3 separate regions of the Sus scrofa genome follow, and all the other regions are linked to region 2. A link is a contact called in public HiChIP or PLAC-seq data. All regions are on one chromosome and are shown on one strand. Each heading gives the region's core, a stretch centred on a gene start, on an enhancer-like site or on the middle of the called end of the contact. The rest is flanking DNA. Distances are from core to core; before and after follow the strand shown. Region 1 holds the start of TTLL3 (tubulin monoglycylase TTLL3). Region 2 holds the start of RPUSD3 (RNA pseudouridylate synthase domain-containing protein 3). Region 3 holds the start of CRELD1 (cysteine-rich with EGF-like domain protein 1).

The links. HiChIP or PLAC-seq counts read pairs in DNA pulled down with a chosen protein or histone mark.
Region 1: a contact with region 2 is called in an H3K27ac HiChIP or PLAC-seq map of alveolar macrophages. The contact joins the promoter of TTLL3 here to the promoter of RPUSD3 in region 2. A contact is called at or near these places in 1 of 5 promoter capture datasets (liver), 5 of 47 Hi-C or Micro-C datasets (embryonic fibroblasts, heart right ventricle, liver and 2 more) and 2 of 2 datasets of contacts at active chromatin or transcription factors (alveolar macrophages and skeletal muscle).
Region 3: an H3K27ac HiChIP or PLAC-seq map of skeletal muscle shows a contact between it and region 2. The contact joins the promoter of CRELD1 here to the promoter of RPUSD3 in region 2. A contact is called at or near these places in 1 of 5 promoter capture datasets (liver), 3 of 47 Hi-C or Micro-C datasets (fetal heart ventricle, heart right ventricle and liver) and 2 of 2 datasets of contacts at active chromatin or transcription factors (alveolar macrophages and skeletal muscle).

What each region holds. Positions count from the first base shown.
Region 1 is chr13:66,092,354-66,096,353 of Sscrofa11.1, reverse strand. It overlaps TTLL3 (tubulin monoglycylase TTLL3), which reads right to left and starts at 2,285. Exons shown (of 11, transcript XM_021069309.1): 1 at 132-2,285. The coding sequence starts at 636. It overlaps ARPC4 (actin related protein 2/3 complex subunit 4), which reads right to left. Exons shown (of 7, transcript NM_001206535.1): 7 at 2,374-4,000.
Region 2 is chr13:66,132,345-66,136,812 of Sscrofa11.1, reverse strand. RPUSD3 (RNA pseudouridylate synthase domain-containing protein 3) reads left to right here and starts at 3,039. Exons shown (of 9, transcript XM_013981960.2): 1 at 3,039-3,194; 2 at 3,490-3,629. The coding sequence starts at 3,070. It overlaps LOC106505669 (a long non-coding RNA gene), which reads right to left and starts at 3,003. Exons shown (of 3, transcript XR_002337652.1): 1 at 2,844-3,003; 2 at 1,890-2,111.
Region 3 is chr13:66,192,192-66,196,408 of Sscrofa11.1, reverse strand. It overlaps CRELD1 (cysteine-rich with EGF-like domain protein 1), which reads right to left and starts at 1,614. Exons shown (of 12, transcript XM_001928892.5): 1 at 1,488-1,614; 2 at 772-964; 3 at 458-540. The coding sequence starts at 945. IL17RC (interleukin-17 receptor C) reads right to left here. Exons shown (of 13, transcript XM_021069809.1): 12 at 1,851-2,418; 13 at 1,659-1,732. The coding sequence ends at 1,659.

The DNA.
Region 1 (4,000 bases), core at 1,036-3,535, 40 kb after region 2:
TCTCTCTCTCTACCCATCATCTGGATGCCCATCCTCTACCGCTCTTCTCCGGACTCCAATATCGGCCCCAAATCTCCAGGTCCTAGCCGCCTGCCTCGGGCCAGGAGTGGCGGGCCGCAAGGGGCCCTCACCGTCCGGCGGCGGCGTGGCGTCCTCCTGGGTCTTGGTGGGAGAAGGGCCGCGGGGGCGGGGTTCCGCGGCGCCCTGGGCGTGGCTGCGGTCTGGGGAGGACTCGAGGGCGCAACCTAGGAGGCGCGCCAGGGCTAGGCTGCCCTCCCAGCTTTGGCAGCCTGCGGCAGCCTCTTCGGGAAGTCGGAGTTCGGAGTGGCGGGACCAGGGCCATGAGGCGGGAGAACTGGTGCGGGACTCGGGTGGCTGCGGCCTGCGCGGCCAGCTGCCCACCGGGCCCCTATCCCGGCCGTAGCAGGCGGTGAAGCCCAGGTGCGTGGCCCCCGGCTCCCCCGTGCTCAGGAGCTGCGTGGCGCCGGAGACCTGCATGCGCCGCTTGCCGTGCGCACGCGCTTTCCCCGGACCCGAGCCCGCCTCCCGTAGGCGCTCTGCTGCCTCTCGCGGGAGGGCCCAAGAGGGGCCCTCTTTGAGGCCCCGCCCTCTGTTTTTTGTTGTCTTGGAAACCATTCCTGACACAATCGGGCTTCCGGTGACTGGTTGGGGGCTCCTTCCAGAGGTCTGAACACCAGGCCCCACCTGCTCCACACCGTTAATAAACGGGGCGCTGAAGTTGTAAGCACAAAGCACCGGCCTAACAGTGCCCTGATTCTTTACGGAGCGCTTCCTGGGGCTTCACTCATTACACAGTATTCACAGAGGACCTTGTGCTAGGCGATGGGTTAGATGCTGGGGGCCGGAAGAACGAGCTAGACATGGTCCCGGAGCCTACAGCCCAGTGGAGGGAAAACAAACAAGAAGCAAGCAACAAAGGAATAAAATAGCTGTAAGGTATGTGAGAGCAATGAACAAACAATCAACTGAAACCAGGAAGGGGGCATACTTTGGATAAGGTGCTCAAGGTTGTCTTTTCTAAAGAGATGCCATTTAGCTGAGGCCTACTGAATGCAAAGGTAGCAAGGAGTAGGCCAGGGGAGGTACAGCATTCCAAGGAGAGAAAAGTCTCAGCAACAGCACTGAAGAAGGTAAAAACCTTTCTGGGGAACCAAAAGGAAGCCAGTAGCCTGGTGACAGGGGATCAAATCTTCAGGGCCTGGCAGATGGGGTTAGGGTAAGGTCCTTATAGGGTAGATTTAAAAGCCAGGGCAGTCAAGTGCATAATGCACCCCCTTACCCCCACAAATAACTTGGAAATAGAAAAAAAAAAATCATCATTTGAGTCACCTGCAGAAAAAAATAGAAGTCATGCAACAGCCCTCAAGACAAAACTGTAAGAAATCTTTTTGGAGATACTAGGAAAGTGTTACCCTCAAATCTCACAGGTGAGATAAATATGGCACTAAGACGTTAAATCATTTGCCTTAAATCACACGGCAGAGGCAGCACTGGACCCCAGGTCCAACTCCAAAGCTCCACACTTAAACAGTATTAAACACAAGTCCACATTGTCACTCAGAACTGTTGTCTATTGGTCATGTAAATACCAAATGGACAGTTTGAGAGGGCAACTCTAGCAGCATCTAAGAATCCAGCTTTGTTTGGTCACTGTACATCTGCTCATACAGCAAAGATGGGCCATCTGCTCAGCTGTCCAGCCAACATCTACCACTGAGATCACCCTTTCCAAACCTTTGGCTGGTGACTGGGCTTTCCAAAAGGCATGTCCTCAGGAGAGGGTTAGCTGATTGGCAACCATCCAGTCAGTACTCATCAACTGGTAGATTTGGTTTTATGGGCTCTAAACCTTGGGAGATAGACCTGTGACAAATCAGAGTTCTGGCTCACACAGGCAGTGCTGTCCAGTGAGGGTGGAGTGAGCCACTGCCAAATTCTAGTGGACATCCAGCTTCACTGTGAGCTCCTTTACATTCGCTGGAAACTAGGAAATAGCCATGTGCCTGAGGCAATGTCATAAAGGGGATAATAGCTTTCAAGCTGCCCCCACCCACAGCCCCTCCTCCTTTTAACATCACCTTGTCCTGTTCCAAGAGACCTTTTGGCCTAAAGCAAGAAACTTTTGAAAGCTCAGCTCAAAAGCCAACCCTCTGAACCTCTCCCCAACTTCCTTTTCCATAAATACACCCTTTCTTGGCACCCAAAGGCTTACATTAGTGATTATGAAACACTTCAGTGCAGCTATTTACACACCCAGCCTTTGTATTGTCCCCTCCCAAGACAGGGATAATGTCACCCCCCCCCCCAATGCCTAGCGCAATGGAAGTTACCAAACAGCTTGAATACTGGGCTGGTGGAAAGATCAGTTGTTTATTCAGTACCTATATGGCAGGTACTATGTTAAATTTACATTATCTCCATTTAGAGATTAAAAAACTGAGACAATATAAATAACCTGCTTAAATTCAGCAGCAAGAATCAGGACTCAAACAGTGTTTTGGTTTTGGAGTTTTTTTCTTTTACTTGAAGATGTCACTAAGATTTAGTGCTGTCTACTAGAACTTGCTACGATAAGGGAAATGTTCTATCTACTGGGTCACAGGGGAGGCATTACCCACCAGTAGCTATGGAACACTAGTGGGACTGAGGAATTGAATTTCAAACTTTTTGGGGGGGTCTTTTCTAGGGCTGCACCTGTGCCATATGGAGGTTCCCAGGCCAGGGGTCTAATTGGAGCTGAGCCACCAGCCTATGCCAGAGCCACAGCAACGTGGGATCTGAGCCTCATCTGAAACCTACACCACAGCTCATGGCAATGACGGATCCTTAACCCACTGAGTGAGGCCAGGGATCGAACCCGCAACCTCATGGTTCCTAGTCAGATTCATTAACCACTGAGCCACGCAGGAACTCCAAATGAGCTCATCTCTTATGTGAAAAGAACCAAAGCTCTACACAAGCAGAGAGCGTAGTTTCAGCAACAGGAGGAGCCTGGACTGCAATACAGGTCTCTTGGGTTAGGGCCCTTGGCAAGGTTAATGTCAAGGGCCAATCAGACAGCTGTGGTGGGGACCCCGAATGCCAGCCACATGGTTTTGTAGAAGAGCGAGTCCTACCAGCTCTCCTTTCACATATACACACAGAGCACAGACCTCATGCAGCCCCAGAGGGGCAAGAAGAGACTTTAATTAGGGGAGGGAGGATCCACCAGAATAAGAAAAGGTACAGTGAGCGAGGGAGCAGAGGAGCCACAGCAGGCGGAGGGCCCAGCTGGAAGCCCCAGAGAACTCACCTCTCTACCTCTAGCACAGGCACTGCACTGACAGACAAGGCAAAACAGCAGCCCCTCTCAGCTGGGAGGGCAAGAAGTGGCCCCTGTGGCCAGAGGTTGCCTAGCTTCCAGGCCCTAGCTCCTAGGCATGGCTGGTGGCCACCAGTGCAGCCCTTGGCCCCAACCAGTGCTGGATGGCCATCTTCAGGCAGAGCTCAGGAAGCTGGCAGAGGGCCCCCACCGCTTCTACTGGATCCACAGAATAAGAGGATGAGGGAGAGGAAGTGGAGTCTGAAACCTCCCTCCCTCCCCACCTGGGGTGGCTCTGGCGAGGAACAGTAGTCGCCTTCTGGCTCCAGGCCCGCCCAGACCCACAGCGACCAATAAGGTACAATCACTGGGACCAGTCACAGCCACTGGAGGTGGAGGTTGTTTGTTTAAAAAAAAAAAAAAAAAAAAAGACAAAAGGTTACAGTCTCCTACAAGCACAGAGTTTAAGTTTCAAGACTTAAAAAAAAAAAAAAACCTGTCCCAGCCCAGGGGACAGAACATCAGAAGCCAGCCTGACCAGGCACACATGGCCTTGGGGCAGGTCCACTGCTTTGTTGCCCAGCTAGCAAGCATACCACCCCCCTCCCGCATCTAACGCCCACCCCAACCCAGCTCCCCTCCACTGCTGCTGCCACCGCCGCTCTGGGGAGTAACTCC
Region 2 (4,468 bases), core at 1,790-4,289:
ACATTTAACTAAATGGTTGTCAAGGACTGGAGTGGGTGGGGGAATGAGACTTGACTAGAAAGGGGCATAAAGGAGCTTTGTGGTGTGCTGGAAATAGTGGTTACATAACTATATAAATTTGCTGAAACTTACTGAACTATATGTTTTAAAATGGTAGATTTTATTGTATGTAAATTATACCTCAAGAAACAACTTTTTTATAGAGTTCTCTGGTGGCCAGGTGGTTAAGGATTCAGCAGTTGTCACTGCTGTGGTTCAGGTTCAATCCCTGGCCCAGGAACTTCCACATGCCAAAGGTGCAGCCAAAAAAAAAGAGAGAGAATTCCTCTGTGGCTCAGTTGGTTAAAGATCCAGTGTTTTCACTGCTGTGTCTTGAGTCACTGTTGTGGGAACTTCCACAAGCTGTGGGTATGGCCAAAAAGAAAGAAGAAACTTAATTTTATTTTTTTATTTTTAGGGCCACACCTCCAGCCTGCGGCAAATGGAGGTTCCTAGGCTAGGGGTCAAATCAGAGCTATAGCCACCCTGGGCCAGGGATGTAACCCAAACCACTGCAACGATAATGCTGGATCCTTAACACACTGTGCCACAAAGGGAACTCCATTTCTACTTATTTTTGTTATTCAAAAAAAATTTATGGGGGAGTTCCCGTCGTGGCGCAGTGGTTAACGAATCCGACTAAGAACCATGAGGTTGCGGGTTCGGTCCCTGCCCTTGCTCAGTGGGTTAACGATCCGGCGTTGCCGTGAGCTGTGGTGTAGGTTGCAGACGCGGCTCGGATCCCCCGTTGCTGTGGCTCTGGCGTAGGCCGGTGGCTACAGCTCCAATTGGACCCCTAGCCTGGGAACCTCCATATGCCGAGGGAGCGGCCCAAGAAATAGCAACAATAACAACAACAACAACAAGAAGACAAAAGACAAAAATAAAATAAATAAATAAATAAATAAAAAAAAATTTATGAATCATAGAGTCTTTTCCTTTTTGGCTGCTCCGAATATGGAGTTCCTGGGGCAAGGGTCAGGTCCAAACAGCAGTTGTGATTTACACCACAGCTGGGGCAATGCCAGATCCTTTAACCCACTGTGCCAGGTGGGGGTTCGAACCTGCGTCCTGGCACTGCAGAGACACTGCTGATCCTGTTGCACCACAGCAGGAACTCCTCATACTTTTATATCTGGCTTAGATTTTTAAACTGGGGTGTATGTATCTGTGTGAAGAAAATAATATATCAATGAGGTTAAAAAAAAAAAAAGTTCCAAAGGGTAAAAATAATTATACATGTTCTCACTTCTGATTCCTTTCCAGAAGCAACCACCATCTCATTTGTGTACACCCTTTCAGAAATGCAGAAGTATGTAAATATAATAAATATATATAAATAACAGGCACATAATACACATATTCTAGTCACACTGTCCTTCACTTTGTTTTTTTGATTTTGTATAGTCTGGAGATTGATTCACATTTGCACATGTAGATCTATACAGTCTTCGGTTAATGGCTGCATGTGTATGTGCTACAACTGACTTAGCCATTCCTCTCTTGAGGGATTTTGATTTGTAGTCTTTCACTATTGCTAAAGAAGAACTGAAAGTTACAGTGCTCTTAGCAAACAAGTAATAGAAAATAACTTTTCTATTGCTATAACTACCGGATGGAACCCAATTCTTTGCCTCCCCCACCCACGCCCCATTTTTGGCTGCTCTGTGGCAAAAGGAGTTCCCGGGAGGCCAGGGATCAGATTTGAGCCGAACCCTCGGCAATGTAGGATCCTTAACCCCCTGTGCTGGGTGTGGATCCTGTTGTGCCACCTCGGGAATTCCTCTTTGGTTTATTGCATTTAATGTCTTATTTCTCTGGTTGCCCCCTCCCTCTCCTCCTCCCCATACCTTTCCCTCCTGGTGAATCTTCTATTACTTCTTTACAGCTCGTCACTCACAACTCCCGTACTTTCTTCAATTCCAATGGGCTCCTCACTCTTCTCTCTCTCTCTCTCAGCATCTCCACAGGGTTTCCGCAAGGTGGGTTGTGATGCTGTTATTTTAAAGGTGAACTTCTTGTGGGTGGGGCTGAGTCTTAAAAATCTCTTTCTGGTTCACAGATGTCAAGGCCTAGCACAAAGTTAACATTAAAAAAATGCTGAAATTCGGGAGTTGCCATGAGGATGCAGGTTCAATCCCTGGCCTCCCTCAGTAGGTTAAGGAGACATTGCCCTGAGCTGTGGTGTAGGCCAGCAGCTACAGTGCCTATTGGACCCCTAGTCTGGGATCCTCCATATGCCGCAGATGCAGCCCTAAAAAGACCAAAAAAAAAAAAAAAAATGTTGAAATTGGTGATGATAAGATTTATTTCCCTGGCAGTTCTAATCATAAGACAATTTATGTTTCCACTTTGATTATTTGTTCTGTTTTCGCTTTAATAAATAATGCTGTGGTGACCCTCTTTGAGCCTCTGGCCTTTTTTTCCTTTTGGATTATTCACTTAGCTGTGTTCTTCAAAACAAAGTTACTGGACCAATGAATGTGGGTTTTTTTTTCCAATTTGCCTTGCAAGATCGTGCACAATGGTATTTTTGTTTGTTTGGGTTTTTTGTTTGGTTTTGTTTTTTAAATCAGAAAACTCCTAAGGGAGTTCCCACCAGTGGCTCAGCAGAAATGAATCTGACTAGTATCCTGAGGAAGCAGGTTTGATCCCTGGCTGTGCTCAGTGGGTTAAGGATCCCACATTGCCGTGAGCTGTGGTGTAGGTTGCAGACACGGCTTGGATCTGGTGTTGCTGTGGCTGTGGTGTGGGAAAAAGAAGACGACTCTTAAGAATTACAAGGGTAATCAGAAAACCTTTACCTTTAGTCCTGCCTTTGTCCTAAGGCAGGACCCCTGACCTCGAGTAAAATCCTCCTCTGCTCTGTGCCACCGTTTCCCCCAAAGCACAAAAAGGAATTTCGGCATTTCCTCTGCTAGCAAAGGCAAAGCTCCCTCTTGTCGCCGCTCTGACCCTCGCTACTCCGATTGACAATCAGTCTGACCAATCAGAGCGCTGTGAGCGAGCCGGGGCAGCCCTTCCGGACACATGCGCACTATCCTCACACCGGAGATGGGTGGCTACCGTGTCTGGGGCCAGGTCTGGGGCGGCTGTCGGCAGGGTCTGGGGATCTGCGCAGTGCCCAAGGCCGCAGGCTTTGGCACCGAGGCCAGGTGATTACGCACCTCCTGTTTCATGCGGGAGGGAGGTTGGGGCAAGATGAGGGTGTGTGCGGGATCAGCAGTTAGCCCTGCTGTGTGACCCTAAGTTAGTCAATTGACCTCTCTGAGCCTCAGTTCTCCCCGGGGTAAAATGCAGCTAGTTGAACCTGAATTTTCAGGATGCCCAACTCAGGCTTTCGGAAGCATTTGTGGGAAGCCGCAGGATTTGGAGAGAGATGTTGGAAATAAGAATGGGTGGCACCTCGGGAAGTTATGATTCTCCTGTTGCTTACCTTACTTTTCCTAGGCATCAGCTGCAATCCCGAGGTTCTAGCAAACGGTTGGGCTCCTTGGGTGACAAACCTTTCCGGAGGCTGCTGCAGCCAGAGAATCTCAGTCGGGAAGAGCTGGTTGATGTACTGAGGGAGGCTGTGGTGGACCAGAAAGGTGAGGAGTGGGAGGGACGGCTGCAGACAGATTAAGAAGGGGAGCAATTCTCACCTTAGCCTTCCGGGTACCTGGCTGGGCTCCCTACTAAAGGCTTCTGGGTCAAATCCTGGTTCTGATTCCCACTAGCCACTGGAGTTAGGACCAGCCACACAATCTCTTCAGTGCCTCACTATCATGGGTACAGGGGTATGGGGTGGGGGTGGGGGGTGTAAGTAGAGAACCTTGCATACAGTAGGCACTCCACAATGGGAATTGCTGTAATGAAGTTTTTATTGATGGACAAAACACAAGCTTTGAAATCATATCTCGGCTCTGTAATCAGCTTGTTGTGTGGCTTTAGGAAAATAATTTCCCTGAGTCTCAGTCTCCTGTAATTTATTATTAATTTTCTCAACTATTTATTGAACATAGGCTATGTTCTGGGCACTGTTCTAGACATGGCTATATAGTACTGAACAAGATAAATATGGTTCATGCCCTTAGGGAGCCAACATTTCAGTGGGAGAAGTTGATGAACCAGGAAATAAATTAACAGGTACTTACTAGTCAACAGTGCTATGAATAAAATGGTGTTATAAGAGTACCAGGAAGTTCCCGTCGTGGCTCAGTGGTTAAGGACTCTGACTAGGAACCGTGAGGTTGCGAGTTCCATCCCTGGCCTTGCTCAGTGGGTTAAGGATCCGGTGTTGCCGTGAGCTGTGGTGTAGGTCCCAGACGTGGCTCGGATCTGGCCTTGCTGTGGCTGTGGCGTAGGCCGGTGGCTACAGCTCCGATTAGACCCCTAGCCTGGGAACCTCCATATGCCACAGGAGCGGCCCTAGAAAAGACCAAAAAAA
Region 3 (4,217 bases), core at 365-2,864, 61 kb before region 2:
CAGAATGAAATCTAAACTCCTTTTTGTGGCCCTCAAGACCCTCTGTCTTCACCTTCCACTATTCTCCTTTCTGCTCACTCCAAATTCAGCCACCTCTCATATACACCAAGTCAGTCTCACTGACTGTCCAAATCCTTTCCTGATTGTTACACAGTTTGCTTCTTCATCGTGGGTCTCTGTTTGAATGTCATGTGTTGAGCACCATTCTGTTGTCCACCCTGTTTTATTGTTCTTCCCCTGATTTGACATTTTTTATTTACTTATTCACTGTCTGTATCCTCTACTAGAATGTAAGCTCCTTGAAGAAGGGATGTTCCCTGTTTTGTTTAGTGCTGTCCTACAGATATTCAGTGATATTTGCTGAATAAGTGCTCCCCAACTGTCTCCAGGCCTCCACTAGCAGAGCAGAGATTGGGATGTGAGGTATATAAACCCGCCCCTCCAGCCTCCTCCTTACCTGTCTTTGTATTTGGATAACTTCTCTTCCTCCCAGGCAGTGTTTCCGCCTCCAAAGTTGTCCCGGATGGTTCTCTCCAGGCCCTGGAAATGGAGGAAGTTGGGAATAGCTATGTAAAGTGCCTGGCACATTCTAACATTTGTATTTCATTGACAAGGAAACTGGGACACCGAGAGGCAATTTGCTCAAGACCATACAACCAGTGAGTAACCAAACCGTAACTTGACTTCATGAAGACTTGTATTCCAGAGTGCCCAGACCTCAACCCCTATGCCATAGTAGCTGGACCCCTCCCATTACACTGGTGCACCCACCTTGTAGAAGCTGTCCACCAGTCCCCGGCAGGTATGACATGGATGAGGTTCAGTAGGGGGAGAAGATTGGGGAGGAGGAGAGGGCTGAACCAAAACTGGGCTTGGGAGGCCAATGAAAAGGCTCAGGACCCAGAGCAGAGCTGGGGCTAGGCCCTTCGGTGGCCGTGGGGCCATCTTTTCCCAGACTGGGTACCTGTAGATAGACGACATGGAGAAGGTTCGCTGGAGGAGCCAAATGAGAAAGAAAAGGGTGGGTTCTGAGGTGCTGTGGGTCTCGGACCCCAGATCTGTTAAAAAGAAGGCTAGACTGGGGTAAGGCCGAGGGAAAGGAGATGGTTGGGGAAAGGACGCTATTCTGCAATTCCAGGGTGGGAATAAGTTATCCTGTCACCGTGGGGGGAGGTGGCTTGGATCCTTGGCAAGAGGATAGGAGTCAGACTGTTGTTTTAGGGTCTGAATGTGGTTCCCAGGGGCCGGATCAGCGATATTAGGGAAAAAAGGTCAGATTCCAAAGCACTGGGGGAGAGGACGCCAGTGATGGACGTTCTTGGGAGGAGAAGTCCGGAACCCCGGTTGGGGGCTGGGGAGGAGCCTGGATCCGGATATGAAGAGAAAAGGTCAGGTTCGAGGCCTGCAAAGGCCAGAGGCACGGCCCACGAGCGGGCAAGGAAGGATCCAGATCCAGGAAGGCTGTGAGAGAGAAAAAGACGACCCACCCAGCCCGCAGGCGCCAACAGCTCAGCCTCCCCAACGCCGCCGCTGCCGCCCGCTGCGTAAGACGTGCACCCTCCGCTGGCTCCGCAGTTGTGAGGGCGGAACCCGCGCCACAGCCAATAGTGGTGGGCCAAGTGCCATTGCGTCACCCTATGCCAGCCAACCAGAAGCGTCTACGGGCTGCACCTGTCGGGGTTGTTAAAGGGCCGCGGGGATACCGGTTGAGCGCGGCAGTCCTGATTTGCCGCTGGGTTACAGAGACACGCGTGGGAGACATGAGTAGAAAAATAGCTCCTGCCTTTATTCAAGTCCTGTCCCCTGCCTCTGGCCCCATCCCGCTTCCCGTCCCCGCGGTCTCCTGTGACCAGAAGCAGCTGTCCAGGGCGGGCTGCAGGGCCCGGGACACTTGATCCGCTCTCTCCGCGAGCCGCCTCGAGCGGAGGGCGCCGGGCCCCTGTAGGGTCCCAGGAAGTCGGGCAGCTGTGAGGGCAGTGAGAAGACCGGCACGCTGCGGAACAGGGCGGGCACGGCGTCCGGGGGCAGCAGTCTGTCGAAGTAGGCCCCGATGTAGCGGCCGGGTGCCCGGCCCTGCAAGAAGTCTGGCAGCACGCAGCTGAGCGAGGCGGTGAAGGCGTCGTGCGGGCCGTGTGCCCCGGGCGCTGACGCCGCATCCTGCAGCCACTCGTGGCACATGGCCACGGCCCCTGGCGAGAAGAGCAGGACCACCACGCCGCCTTCCTGGAGGGTCTGGCGCCGCTGCGCGTGGAACCAGGCCAGGGGCCCCTGTGCGCTCAGTTCGCGGCGGCTCCACAGGTCCACGGCCACGCGCAGCGGCAGCTGACACAGCGCTGACGCCAGGGCGCCACGAGGCGCTCGAAGCCTGCGTCGTCGGGGAGTAGAGGAGCAAAGCCACTCGGCTCCTGGCGGCAGCCGCTGCAGGATAAAACAGAGTGGGAGGGGAGACATGAGCTGGCCGGAGGCCCGGTCTGCCCGGGGGCCGCCACCCGCGGCTCTGGCTCACACTCACCCCCTTCAAGACCGTCCTCCTTCAAGAGCCTCAGCCACCCTGTTAGGGGAGAGGAGCGGAGGCAGCTGGTGAGCCCAGCTGCCGCCTTCTCCTGGCCAGCTCCCAGGCCCACTTGAGGAGTCCAGCCCCTGGGGAATCGCTCACCTTTCACGTGGTCCTTTTTGACAAGGAGGAGAAGGAAAAGCACAGCGGCAAAAAGTAAGCAGGCCAGCCACACCAGGGCCCAGCGCTGGTGGGTGTCTAGGAGACCCAGGGGAGAAGACAGGCTTGTTAGAGGCCCCCCACTTCATGATGGAGAAAACTGAGGCTCAGAGAATGTGATTTACCCCAACTCCACAGCTCATAGGGTCAGAGCCAGTGTATGAACAAAGATCATACATAGATGTTGTGTGTGACTTTGACTAAATGACTTCACTTTCTGTCTCATTTCACCTCTGTAAAACTGAAATAACAATTGTATCTACTTCCTAAGATTATTGTGAGAACTACATGTATTAATATAAATAAAGCACTGAACGCAATGCTGGGCATAGTAAGTGCTCAAGTATCAGCTAATGTTACTGCCCCTAAGCCTCTGGTTGCTTGACCATGACCTCACTCTCTTGGATGACTGCAGCAGCCTTCTAACTGGTGTCCCTGATCTTTTTTTCTTTCTTTTTTTTTTGGCCACCCCTCGGCATATGTTGTTCCTGAGCCAGGGATCAGATCCCAGCTGCAGTTGTGACCTATGCCACAACTGTGGCAACGCCAGGTCCTTTAACCCACTGTGCCAGGCCAGGAATTGAACCTTCATCCTAGTGCTGCAGAGACACCACAAATCCTGTTGTGCCACAGCAGGAACTCCCCTGATCTCTCTCTCTTTTTTTTTTTTTTTTTTTTGCCCCTAATTCATTACCACATGGCAGCCCAGAGATCTTTTTATTACTATCTATCTATCTATCTATCTATCTATCTATCTATTTTTTTTTCCCAGAGAGCTTTTTAAAATACAAATTTGAGGAGTTCTCTTGTGGTGCAAGAGGTTAAGGCTCCCACATTGTCACTGCAACAGATTGGGTTGCTACTGTGCTTCGTGTTAGATCCCTGGTCTGGGAACTTCCACATATTGTGGACGTGGCCAAAAAACAAAACAAAACAAAACAAAAATGATTATAGCCTCTCAGGAAGTTCCTGCTACTCTTTTTTTTTTTTTTTTTTTTTTTTTTTTGTCTTTTGTCTTTTTTTTTTGTTGTTGTTGTTGTTGTTGCTATTTCTTGGGCCGCTCCCACGGCATATGGAGGTTCCCAGGCTAAGGGTTGAATCGGAGCTGTAGCCACCAGCCTACGCCAGAGCCACAGCAACGCGGGATCCGAGCCGCGTCTGCAACCTACACCACAGCTCACGGCGACGCTGGATCGTTAACCCACTGAGCAAGGGCAGGGACCGAACCCGCAACCTCATGGTTCCTAGTCGGATTCGTTAACCACTGTACCACGACGGGAACTCCCTGCTACTCTTAACATCCAAATTGCTTACATTGGCTCCCAAGGCCGTAGGTGGCCCTTGGATCCTCATCTCATGACAGAAGCTTGCCTCCCAATATCCTCCAGCCACCCTGGCCACCTTGGAATTCCTCAAAAAACCATCCCATAGTCTTCACAAAAAGCCATCTCTACCCTTTTCACCTAACTCAGAGTTCAGCTCCAGCCTTTCCCCTGAACTCCTT